Linked DNA regions of Columba livia: region 2 is linked to region 1. Evidence: chromatin contacts called from public Hi-C data. All regions are on one chromosome and are shown on one strand. The core of a region is the stretch at or near the end of the contact, and the rest is flanking DNA. Distances in the headings are between cores, read along the strand shown. Region 1 holds the start of UBTD2 (ubiquitin domain containing 2). Region 2 overlaps SH3PXD2B (SH3 and PX domains 2B).

Region 1 (6,161 bases), core at 2,343-4,842:
CGCCACAGGAGGGAAGCAGCGTTTCACTTTTGTTTCTTTCGTTTTCAAGGCGATTTTTCATATTTGACCATTGGGTAAAGCTCCCTGAAGTGACAAAGCAATAAATATCAACCGGGAAGATTCAGAGAATTTAAGTTGACAGGAGCTGGTTGAGACAGTGGGTTAAAACACCCTGCTTTCAGAACAGCTTGCAGAATTCAGCATTTATTGAAAATGAGAAGCATCTTTAAAGGCAGGAGCAGCAATAAAGCTGTCATGAATCAGAAAATGAAAGCGGACAGCTCAATTGCCAGCTGCCTGCGTGCCTGTCAGCACAGCACCTGCCGGTCAACACCTCGTACTTTCAGATATATGGTCCCTCTACCCAGTTAAAAAATGAATTTGTAAATTCTTGATTTCCAGTGCAGACAAAAAATTGAACATGTAGTGGAATTGCTTATACACCTACTGCCTGAAGTTAGAGCAACTCTTTTCCCACAGAAATTAAGCGTTTGAGAGACACAACAAAATTCTGGTTTTAAAGATGTGAATGAAGGGAGAAATATCTGACTAAACTCTGGACTGATTAATTTATCCATTTTCAAGGTTTCAGGCTAAAAAGCAAAATATTTGCACAGTTGCTGTAAAGTCACATCAGTACTGAAATGCCCAAGGAAAAATGAGTCTTTCCCCTCCCAGGCCGTTGGCAGAGGGTGGTGCCGCTGGTACCTTCTGGCCTCTGGGGCTCCTGCAAAGTGAAACTGCCAGCAAGGAATATTTGGGGGAATTTCATGGGTTCCTGCAGCAGAACCCACCACCCCTGGAGATTCCAACCATTATCTGTGATGCTGCACCATTAAATAGCATTTTTTAGCCTTTCCAGTGATGCCTTTTCTACAGCAATCAAGGAGAGAAACCACAGAGCTCTGCAGAAACGTCCAAAGGAAAGCTGAAGTATCACCATTCCTCCTGTTATTAACAGAGAAGACATACAGAAGCTGCCAAAGCAGTCCACAGGAGCAGGCGTTGGGCTTCGCAGAGGTCCTGATGGGGTCACATCTCTGTGCAGTAGATTTCTTCCCCTTGGTCATTCCAGGAAAACAAACTCCACTCGGTTTAGCATCGTTCCCACACAGCTTTGCAGTCTCTAGGTGGTGGAGACTGATCCCAGTCGCCTTGGTGTGGCTTTCTAAGGGATGGATTACATTAGTTTGCAATCGGCCTAAAAACAATCGCTGGTGGGAATTTTGGAATGGCAGCCAGCGCTCCTCAAAACCGCATCTGACTGTGAGTGCTGCGCATCACGTGGGGCAGGGAAACCTCCACCACGTCGCCTGTGAAAACGGGGCTACAGCCTCATTAGCTTTCAGGGAGAGCCATGCAGAAGTACATCTGAAAATAGCAACTTGCTGAATTTCTTCAGACTCTCTGAGGAGAAAGATGGGCTCAGCATCACACAGCGGTTGGACTCCATGGTCCTTTCCTGCTTCTGCTTCCTGCAGGATCTTTGGCAAATAGCCTCATCTCTCGTGTCTCCCTTTCTCATCTGTCAAAAGATGAAAGAGATCTGGGTAGACTTTCACTGTAAGTGATAAGACTTCAATACTACACTTCTGGGTAGCACTGATAAAAAATCCAAATGTTGATGCCTGAGACAGAAGTTTCAGCATTGGTGCAATTTGCCAGCATCTCATACTAGTTCCCACGCAAGGATGAATCATCAGAGAACAGGGATGTATCATACAGTATCATCATGTGATGGCAAAACCCACCACCATTGACTGCAAGCAAACTGTGAGATCCCAGCTGGAGAGAAAAACTGGTGAAGAGTACAAAATATTTGAATATATAGGAATACAAATGTAGATCCACTTAGGGATTCTCTACATGCTGCATTACCTTGGGCCACGAACCCACCACTCTGGCCCTTCTAGTACAACATGCAGTCCAGCACCTTGTGCCCAAACAAAATCCTTCAGCTGTTTGCACCGTTGGGTTTATGACCCACAAAGAATAATTTCCAACCATAGAGGGTAGTTGTACCTATATGGAACAGTCAATTCACTGCACCATTTAATTTGTGAAATGACATTTCTGATCTTCAAAGTGTTTTACATCCCACATATTGCAGGCAGTTAACAAGTAATAAAGAGTAAGAATTAATTAATCCTAGCCATACACCCAAGAGATATGTAGACAAACATTAATCTACTGATAGAAATAGAGCAACCGAGGTTATGTGACTTGTCCAAGGCCACAGTGGGTGTCTAGGGCAGAGCCGAGATGAGAGCACAGAAACTCGGATTGCAAAGTTCAGTCCTTGCCTCCTGTGAAGCTTATTTTGAGAAGGAATATAATTTTCAAAAGAGATAATACATTTAGAAAAAGTCTTGGTTTGTCTTTTGCACTTTATGAGCACCTTGCAAGTGCTTCCTCTTACCTGGGGTCAGACAGTAAATATTGACTTCGGCCCATCTCGAGTGTTTATATACACACCAGCACATATATGTATGTTTTACAAACAGTGTGAGTGGAGAGCAACAATGTATCTTATGAAAGAGTTCAGTACCAAATACCAGAATAACAAGTGCTGATGTGCTATTGCAAGGCTCAGTTTGGTTTTCTGCTCTTTTACTCATCAGAGCATTGAGCTCTCTTTGTAGCAGAGCTTGTGTGGAGCCCAGAGCTGTTACTACGCTTTATTTTTTGCACTATTTCTCAGTGTTCGGACTTACTGCTGGTTGGTTCAAAGATCGTCAATACATCTGAGAGTGTATGAACCCTAACTCCCTGAACCCATGTCAAGATTGCTGCTGAAACAATATAAGCCGTTGCAGCCCTAAGTGCACAGAAGTAATTTTTTTCTTCTCAGAGGACTGAAGTCAGGTGCTGATTGACCAAGAAGCAGTGACTTTGTTTAGTTTTTATTTTAATTTAAACAGGCAGTCTGTGAACACAAGAGGTGGTTGGATTATTAGGAGGATACAGATTTATCTCTGGGTGCGTGGGTACTTTATTTCCATGTGCAGATGAAATGCGGGAGAGCACGGGAAAACCCGAAACGGCACAGTGAGGAAAAGTAAATACATCTCGCCGCCTGAGGCCCAGCGACCCAGCCAGGCGGGCCCTGCTCCCCGACCCTTGCGCCCTCCGAGCCCGAAGCCGCCCGGGGCCGCTCGGCAGCGCTGCCCGCAGCCGCGGCCGCCGGACCCCGCAACCCCAGACGAAGCCCGCGGCCCTCGACCTCCCCCCCCGGCTGCCCTGTGCCAGCGGCCCGATCCCTGCGGCGGGGCCGATCGCGACGCCCCAGGGCCGTCCGCCAACTTCCACTGGGGCTTCGCCCTGTCCCGCGGGGCCGCCGAGCCCGCTCGGGGATGAGGTGCGGCCGCGGGCTCGGCGGCCTCGGGGCCGCGTTCAGGCCCTGCCCGGCCCGGCCCGCGGGGCGCCTCAGCACAGGGCCAGGCGGACCGGCGGGCCTGCCCGGTGCGGGCCGGGACCAGGGCGAGCCCGAAGCCGGGGCGGGCCCCGGCGGGCCGGAGGCGGAGCCGGGCGGCGGGAGGAGGCCGCGCCTCGGGGGCGGTGTTGCAGACCGAGGAGGCGGCTCCGAAGCCACCGCGCCTGCCCGGCCGGCGGCGGAGCTCGGCTACAGGGGGAGGGGGGTGGGGGGGCGGCTCGGCGGCGGGTCTGCGGGCCGGGCGGGCCCCATGGGCGGGTGTGTGGGCTCCCACCACGACTCCTCGGGCAGCCTCAACGAGAACTCGGACGGCACCGGAGGTGAGTGCCGGACCCCGGGGGTGGGTGGGGGGAGCCGGGCGGGCCGCCCCCGGCGCCGCGGGGGGACCCCGGGGCGGGCGCTGCGGGCCGGGGCCTGCGGCGGGGACGAGCCGGGCGGCGGGCGGGGGAACCGCGCTGGCCTCGCTGGCCTCGGGGCGCCGCGCCCGCCTCCTCCCCCTCCCCGCGCCCGGCCCCGGTGCGGCTGCCCGGGCCGTAACTTTCCCGGGGCGGTGGGAGTGCGCGGGGGCCGCGCTGGGCTCCCCCGGCCGGCACACACCCCCGGGGCTCGGCGGGGGCCGGGCGGGCGCAGCCCCGCGGGCAGGGCGGCCCCGCTGTGGTTGGGGCTCCGCGGAGCGGCCTCTCGGCCGGCCTGGGCGGCTGCTGAAATAGAGACCGGCCGGGGAAAGGGCCTGCCTGGGGCTCCCAAACTTTGTTTTCCTTGGGCTCAGCTCCTTGTGGTGTGCGGAAAAGAATTATTCAGACAACTTAGATCCTGGCACTGCTGCGGGTTGGTTTGTTTGTTTCTTTTTATTTGCTCCAAGTAACATGGATGCTTTCCTCCAGCCAAAATTAACCATGCTAAATAATCAATTTCCAGCGACTTCAGATGCTGGAGCAGCCGAGTGTTGAGGTGCACACCTACTGAGCAAGTGTGGCTTGTGTGGAAACTGCTGCAGTGGAAGCGGCTTTTACCCTTGTGTTTTTCTCTACCTAAATGTGTGAATGATTGCTTTTTCAACGGCCTTGGGTTTGTGGACCCCTGATGTTCTCCTGCTGAGCTGTATATGCTTTATAGTCATTTAAAGGCAGCCTACCAACGGGAAACTTGACTTATAAGTAGTCCTCACACATGCAGGGTCCATAGATTTCAGGTTGAAAATTGCTGACCTAGGTCCACGTTTTCCCATGTGCCTTATGCAATATTATTTATCAGCCTGGTTTCATTTCAGATGCCCCAGCTGGTGGGTGTTCTGTCATATCAGTGACTTTGCTGTCATTCCATAATGTAAAAAAATGCAGCACTTACAATTATATCTGAAGCAGCCACCTGCTGATTAATACCAGATAGAAATACCAGAAAGTCCAGCTGCTAAGAAGTGTGTAGGATGTAGTCACATCGTTGTCATTAAAAGGAATTTTACAGCTGTGACTAGTATGAGTCTTCCTTACTCTTTTCCGTTATTGAAAAAAAAAAGGGGGGGTGGGGGGGAAGAAGTGGGTTATCTAAAATGCATCTGTATTAAGAGGACTTATCAACCAGTAAAAAAATGCAAGAGTTTGAGTGTGGAAAGGATCAGAGCATATTAGAAGTAGAAGAAAAAGAATGGCAGGAATCATCACATACCCAAGAAATCTTGATCAGAAAATACCGTGAAAAGCTACGCCGACGTTTGTTCCTAAACCTGCTTCAGCAGCTAGGTGTTATGAGGTGAGATCATGTCACAGAAATAACCTCGCTTTAATTTCCTCACTCTTATCTTGCCTGTGCTGCCGAATGAATGAGATGATAGGAGGGAAAAAATATCAAGAGTTTGGCTGATATTGTAGAACAGTGTTTTGACACAGGCGGTAGCGGTGCGTGGGGTGGGCAGTATCCATCCAAGGGTCGTCGGGTGCTGTCCTGGATGGACCAGCTGGGAGCGCGTTTCTGCTTGGTGTTTACGCGCCGGGACACGCTGCTGTTTTGGGGTTAAATAACCTATTGTGCTTAGTGCGTTGGAACAGCAGCTGGCTTTTTTGAGATGTAAGAGATGTGAAATGCATGTCAGCTGGCTCGTGTTGATTCATGCTCTAAGGATAATGTTCCTTAAGGTTGTCTCGCTGAAGTGAGAAGTGATGAAATTTCAGTTGAATTATGGGCTTCTTAGGACTGTCTTAAACCATCAGCTCCAGTGTGCAATAGCCTGTTTTGTAACATTACGTATCTGTTCCTGCCTTTCAACAAGAAAAGGGGGTGTAGGTTAAGCTGAAAGAACCTCAGAATATCTTTTATAAATCCAACACCTGAGATGTCAAAGTCCAGTCTGCACTAATTCTCTTGGCTTTACAATATCTGCAAACGTGCTCATGCCAAGTATGAAATGTAACTTGCTCTCTCAAGAGAGAGCGTGTGTCTTGAGGTATCAGCAAGTGAGCCAGCTGAAGCACAAGCACACACGATGTGGTGGTGACTGGACCTGTGCAGAAAGGTGGTTTATTCCTGTTTCCCATATAAGGCTCATTTCCTCCAGCTCCTGAGCTGTGACCTGCCTTGGTGTGTTCACTTGCAGGTTGCTGTCAATGAGCACGGCCAGATCATTTATAAATCTCAGGAAGGTATTTTGGAACAGGAACATCTCACTTCTGACCAGAGTGTTCCCAGTGCTGGACTGATTTGGGGGAGGCTTCATCTTTTCCCCAGACTGGAA
Region 2 (6,161 bases), core at 2,011-4,510, 170 kb after region 1:
AGCTGTACATTCAGTTGTGTTCAGCAGTGATTCTCCCATGCCACTGTCCGTGCTCCCTTTCGGGTAGCGCTTGGCTCTGTTGCTCTGGGGTCACCCCAGCTTCCCATGGAGGCAGCAAGGGGAGGGCCAAGCTACCCAGGCTCGTGGTTTGGAGGAAGGGAGGCAGTTTTCAGCCCTTGGGAGCCCTTGACTGAGCTGCCTCCTGTTTTCTTCTCAGGCTGGTGGTTTGTGAGCACGTCGGAGGAGCAAGGTTGGGTGCCAGCGACCTGCCTGGAGGCCCAGGATGGTGTCCAGGATGAGTTCTCAATGCAGCCTGATGAAGGTGAGAGGCCGCTGGAGACATCTGCCCCAGGTTCTTTGTGCTGAGCTGCGCTGAGCTGCTGGCAGGACTGCACAGCGCTCCCCGACCTGGGCAGGGGACAGACCCACGTGTGCTGTGGGGTCATGTCTGTAATGGTCCTGCCTGCCCAGTGCTGCAGCAGGAGTGGGCCACCTGGGTGCTGGGGGTGTCTCTTTGGGCCTTTCTTCTCTCCCACAAAGGGGCTGAAGGTGTCACTTCCTTGGAACACTCAGCCCTGCCGTCCCAGTGCCTCCTCTAAGCCCCAGGGAGTAGTTTTAGCTGCGCTGGCGGAGGAGCAGAGCTCAGGTCCTAGGACAGTTCATGTGTCTTCTAAACCCATGTGGAACAAAGAGCATACACGAGCTCACGTTAGGAAAACAGCAAGTTTTTCAGATTTGCTTAGAGCAGATCTGACGTGCCCCTGGAGAACACATCCCTTTCGTTGATCACTGTACGCTCAAAGCTGTAGCTGGCTCAGCCCCTGGCCTGGGGACATGGACCTGGGAGGGGGGCTCAGGCTGGGGAGGACCCTCAGAGGGCCCCAGGTGAGTACAGTCTCGGTGCCACTCTCTGGTGTCAGCCCTGTCTCTTCTTGGACCTGAAGTGCTGTCTCCTTATGTCCTCTCTTGTCCTTCTCCTGCTTCCCCAACATGCTCTTCCCAGTCCCACGGAGATACTGGTCTCTGCCCAGGCACGTTGGCTGCCGTCGGACTCTTGGGGACTTGTACACCAGTGGATGGGGTCAAGGTGGACTACACAGAGACTTGTTTGGCTGCCCGTGTTTTGTGCTTGGAGCCTTGTTGCCTGCATGTTTGGTTGCTCTGCATGTCATGAATCCTGCTTGTGTCAGTCCTCAATGTGTGCTGTACGTGCTCCTCAGCCTTCCATTACATCCATTCACGTCCACCTCTCTTTCTTCTGTCAGCTGCTCCTTCTCACTTTTTCAGGCTTGTTTTGGGTACAGAGAATGAAGTTTCTGCTTTCCCCCAACACAAGTATGCAAACTTCTTGCAGCTGCTGCCTTAGTTCTTGTAAGAGTAACTAAATCCTGAGCCATGGCGTGGGGGTTGGAGGCTCAGATGGGGTCAGGAGGAGAAGAGCCAGCTTGGTTTTGCTGGACGTGACAGGATATTTTCTTCTTTGACTCATTTGCATGAAGGGAGTGGGAGATCAGGCCCTTCAAGAGCTGTGCTCTTCCAACAAGGCAAATCCAGGAAACCTGCATGGTGGGGATATATAAATATCCAGAGGTGTGGGTTTTGAAAGCCAAAATGACCGTCATGCTCTTGTGGCACTGCTTAAGCTCAGGCAATTACTTTCCTGGGTTTCTTCCAGAGAGGACAGAACAAGGTGAGGGAGAGGGAGGGAGGGAAGGAGGGAGGGATGGATGGATGGATGGACGGACGGACCTGTTTGACATGTTGTCTGCATGGCTGCTAAGATGTTTCCCCTTCCTCTTGAAGGGAAGAGCATCCATGTCCCTGCTTACCATCATTTAGTCCAGTGAACAGGACATCAGACTCTCCTCTAGGCTCACCACCAATGTCTTGGCGGATCAAACTGTTGAATGGGGAAGTTCACATTAGAGCTGCTGTTGCAGAGCGGTTTGAGAGCTGTGTGTGAGAGCACGTTGGTGTGTGTGGGGTCACTTCCTGATGTCTGTGGGATTTCTTTCCCTGTATAGAAGACAATTCTTCTTTAAAGGCTCCAAGGAAGAAATATGAAATGGATGAGTGGAAGGGCTTCTGTGAAGAGCAGGTGAAAAGAGAGCTGCTGTATATAAGATAGTCTTTAGTCCTAAGGGAGAGGAGGAACTGGTTTAGACAACTTTTTGGGCCAGACTAGCTCACCAAAGCTTACACTTCAAAATGCAGCTGAGTTTGTTTTGAAATATATTTCACTGGCATTTCTCTTCTGAATGGTTGTGTCTCTCTGTGTGTTTGCACCTGTATTACAACAAGAATTATCATTTATATAAAGCACTTAACCATCATTCAGCTGAGCCCAGGTTTCCATAAAGAGTATCTCTGTGAAACGGCGCTTTCTTTCCGACAGAGGAGAAGTACACCGTTATTTACCCGTACACCGCCAGAGACCAGGATGAAATGAACCTGGACCGAGGGGCTGTGGTGGAGGTGATCCAGAAGAACCTGGAGGGCTGGTGGAAAATCAGGTACCGTCCCTACCTCTTCCTCGTCCCCAGCACAGCAGCTGGGGCTGTGCAATGCAAAGACCTGATGCACAGGGGATGTTCATTCCAAAGACGAGTGTTGGGAAGGGCAGAGTACCAGAACTCTTTGCTCTCCATCCCTAAAACTAAGGCTACTTGACACTCAGGGCTTCGGCCAAGCTCAGCTGTGGTTAAACATCTTTAAAATCCCCTGATTTCCTGTGCTGGGAGGCAGACTGCATCACAGCATCACATGCCCCAGCAGTGCAAAGGGAGCTGGTGTGAACGTTTCTGTTACATCGTGTGCTGCTGATAGGAAAACCAGCGAGTGTCCTGGAGGCAGGCTGCACCCTCTGGCTGTGTTAGGAGGCTCTTGTGGAGAACAACTATTGTTCTGGCCAGCTCTGCTCTGTGAAGAGTGTGCTGAGACCAAAGACACCAAATTGTCCCAAGCTGGTACTTCTTTTCTCCTGGAAGCTCATTTTCTCTCATCTGTGGTCTAGCAAATGGCCAGACTTGAGCAGGGTGGGAGCACATGCTGCAATTTTCTTAACCTTACATTGAACCTGTGGTCTTGGCAGCAACAAAGCTCCAGAAAAACGTCCATTGACTTTTTAGGAGAGGCAGAGGAGAGCTGCCACGGGAGCTCTAAAGGCAAACACAAGCTCAGTAGCTGGTGCCATCTCAGCGTAGCGTCTGCAGCCCAGCCAGCGGGGAGGGTTCCTGACACTGGCGCAGGACCCTCCAGCATGGCAGGGACACTCTGCCGATGTGGTTTCTCAGTCAGATCACGGGGCTGGTTTCTCTCCTAAACAGTGCAAATTCAGGGGAGGGATCTGTGCTGCCAATGCAGGCAAGAGGGCTTATGCTTTCTCCAGACAACAGATACATCAATCCCAGCAGCAGCCCTCTGGTTTTCCCCTCTGCTTCCCATGCCAGTGCGCTTCATTCCTGAACTGGTTCCATTGCTGAGGTCAAAAGGAAATTGGGCTTCGCGTCGTTCCCAGCCCTCGGCCCGCTGGCTGCAGCCGGCGTGCACGGGAGCATTGGTGGCGGCTGGAGGTCTCCAGGTGCCCACGGGCCATAGAGTTTGACACTGGGCAAGCTCGTTTTGCCCAGGTCATGCGGTACCTTCGGCCAGCTCTGGCGCAGGATGTCTGGTGGCTCGGTGCTGCTCGAGCGCAGCGGGTCAGTCCTCTGGGAAGGGCTCATGTCACCGGTGCTGCACGGGGGTTTGTGCAGTGATGCTGCTGTGTTGTCACCGCAGGTACCAGGGCCAGGAAGGCTGGGCCCCCGCCTCCTACCTCAAAAAGGGGAATGGAGAAATGTTCTCGCCGAAGCTGGGGTCAGGCTCCTCCGCTCATTCGTGTGCCTTGGATCTGGATGGCATCTCCCGGCAGCAGGTCGTGGTGAGCCGAGAGAAGGATGGGCTCGCTGGCCAAAGGGATGGGAGATTCGACAGCCGCCCCCTGCCCAATGCTGACATCCGACGCAGTAAGTGACCAGCTGGGAGGAGGCCAGTGGTGGCTGGGGTGTGAGCACAGCCTTTCCTGCAGGCTCTTGGGCGATGTAAGGCAGTGTTGAGGGCGGCAGAAGGCTTGCAGGCGCTGTGAGCTCTGCCACAAGGTCTGGAGGTGGCATTGTGCAGGCACGGTGCTGCCCAGGGGTCTGCTGAGCATCAGCAAATGTGATGAGGACCCTTCCCTGACTGCAGATTCAGCTGGAGATGCTCTTCTCTCAGAAGCTGGGGCATTTTAACCCCTCTGCAGGTCAGGTCTTTTGGGTCAGGCCTGCAATTAAAGACCAGTTTCACATGGTGACCACAGCAGCACCTGATGCAAAGCTGGGATGCCTTCAAAACCTGGGTGACCCATGCCATCAGGGCAGCAGGCAGACAGGTTCCTCCTTTGCTTTCTGTGCTCGTGGGTCAGGCTTGGTCCTAGCCTTTCTGTTTTCTTTTGCACTCGTCTTTCATGAACACACGTGCAACCAAATGCCAGAAACTCAACAGTATCTGAAATTCTTTCTCCACAGAGTCACCAAAGATGAGGCAGAGACCCCCTCCTCGCCGAGACCTCACCATAGTAAGTGCCAGCTGATGTGAGAGAGCAGCAGTGGCAAAGGGAATTAGAGAGGAGCGCTGTAAGGACCTCTGGTCGCTGGTTCTTCTTCGCCTGGGATCTTGCCCCTGTGCCATGGGCTCTGCTCTTGGTCAAGGCTGGAGCACACTTGCTGTCCCCTGCTGCCTTACATCTCCTCTCTTTGCATGTGATCTTTCAATGAACTTTTGGCCAGTCTGTCTCACTAGGCTGGGTGGGAGGCTGCAGAGGGAGGGTGATTCTGCTGTCAGCGAGAGCTCTGGTGCTGAGCAGTTTTCTGCTCAGCCTGGAAACAGTTTGCTGGTTTGTGTTGGTGAGGGACCAGCATGGACACAGCTGGTCTCCCTGGCCTGGCCGTGCTGGCTGGTGTCCCTGCAGGCTGGTGGGTCATGCGGATGTTCCATCACACCTTGTGCAGAAACACACTGGTGGATTTTCTCTTTTCTTGTCATAGCCACGTGGTTTGAACCTGCCTAAACCTCCTGTCCCTCCTCAAGTGGAAGAGGAATATTACACCATCGCTGACTTCCAGACCACCATCCCTGACGGCATCAGCTTCCAGGCAGGAATGAAAGTAGAGGTGAGACTGTCGTCTTCCCTTCTTGCATCTTCCTGTCAGCACAGCGTTCCTGACTCCCTTTGCCCCGGGGCCTGTTTCAGGCAGGAGCTCCCTTGCCAGGCAGGGAAGATCTGCTCACCACGGCGTTCTGGGTGGGAACTGGGCATGGTGGTGCATCTCATTGCCTCCGTGGATTGTTAACATCCCAAAGCTTTCCTGGAGTGGGAGAGAAACCCATATGAGCTCATGAGACTTTGGAGTCCCTGGTGCTCTCGGTGGCCTCCTGTACCCCAGGTATTTGGCTGCTGTGTTGTCTGAGCTAATGGAAATTAAAACCACACCACAAATGGGGGTAGAGATGGCTTTTTTTTTACTTAATTAGGCCAGGTGTGAAGTTAAAAGCCCTTCCAAGCATTGTTCTTCTGGCACACCCACTTTTTCTGGCAGAATCCCTCTTGCAGATGGGATTTTGCTTTTCAAAATGTAAATTGTGCCTCTCTAAGAGGATTTTTCTTTTACGGCTGCCCCAGTCAGCTCCTCCCAGGTCCCAGCCCTGTCTCTGGAGCACACAGAGGCTGGACGGTTGCTGGTCCGTGCAGCATCACTGCCGGTTGATCACTCCAACAGTGCCGCACAGTGGCCACCGCCAGCAGCCGGCATCCTGGTCCTGGCTCCTGGGCGGGATGGTGACAGTTCAGCCACAGCTCTGTGATGTTGGCGTGTCTTTCCTTGACCCCATGGCACGCAGGTCTCCTTCCCTGGCAGAGGTCATAAGCAGGTTCCCCTCCTGCTGGGAGGCCAGTCCTGTGATTACATGGCCTTTGATTACCAGGACAGGGAGGTGCTGGGTCCACATGCCACCCTGACATCATGTCAGAGCCAGCAAGCATCCCCTTTAGTGCAGAGGAGGCTTCTGTGTGGATGTCTGAGGTTTCCTTTCCCCTCGGCAGGTTATTGAGAAGAACCTGAGCGGCTGGTGGTACATTCAGATTG

Evidence for each region. A called contact is a pair of places that touch in the nucleus more often than the background predicts.
Region 2: a Hi-C map of liver shows a contact between it and region 1, with 2.5 times the contacts expected there. The contact joins the enhancer-like site here to the promoter of UBTD2 in region 1. A contact is called at or near these places in 2 of 2 Hi-C or Micro-C datasets (crop and liver).

The regions. Positions count from the first base shown.
Region 1 is chr14:2,330,392-2,336,552 of bColLiv1.pat.W.v2, forward strand. It overlaps UBTD2 (ubiquitin domain containing 2), which reads left to right and starts at 3,593. Exons shown (of 4, transcript XR_010466091.1): 1 at 3,593-3,753.
Region 2 is chr14:2,502,516-2,508,676 of bColLiv1.pat.W.v2, forward strand. It overlaps SH3PXD2B (SH3 and PX domains 2B), which reads left to right. Exons shown (of 16, transcript XM_065029511.1): 10 at 218-322; 11 at 1,004-1,087; 12 at 2,396-2,513; 13 at 3,778-4,004; 14 at 4,545-4,594; 15 at 5,064-5,189; 16 at 6,119-6,161. Among named protein-coding and RNA genes, the nearest start is that of SH3PXD2B, 63 kb to the left of the region's middle. Within about 2 kb of position 3,261, at least 1 of the 3 cell types and tissues checked has an H3K27ac peak away from gene starts, as active enhancers do.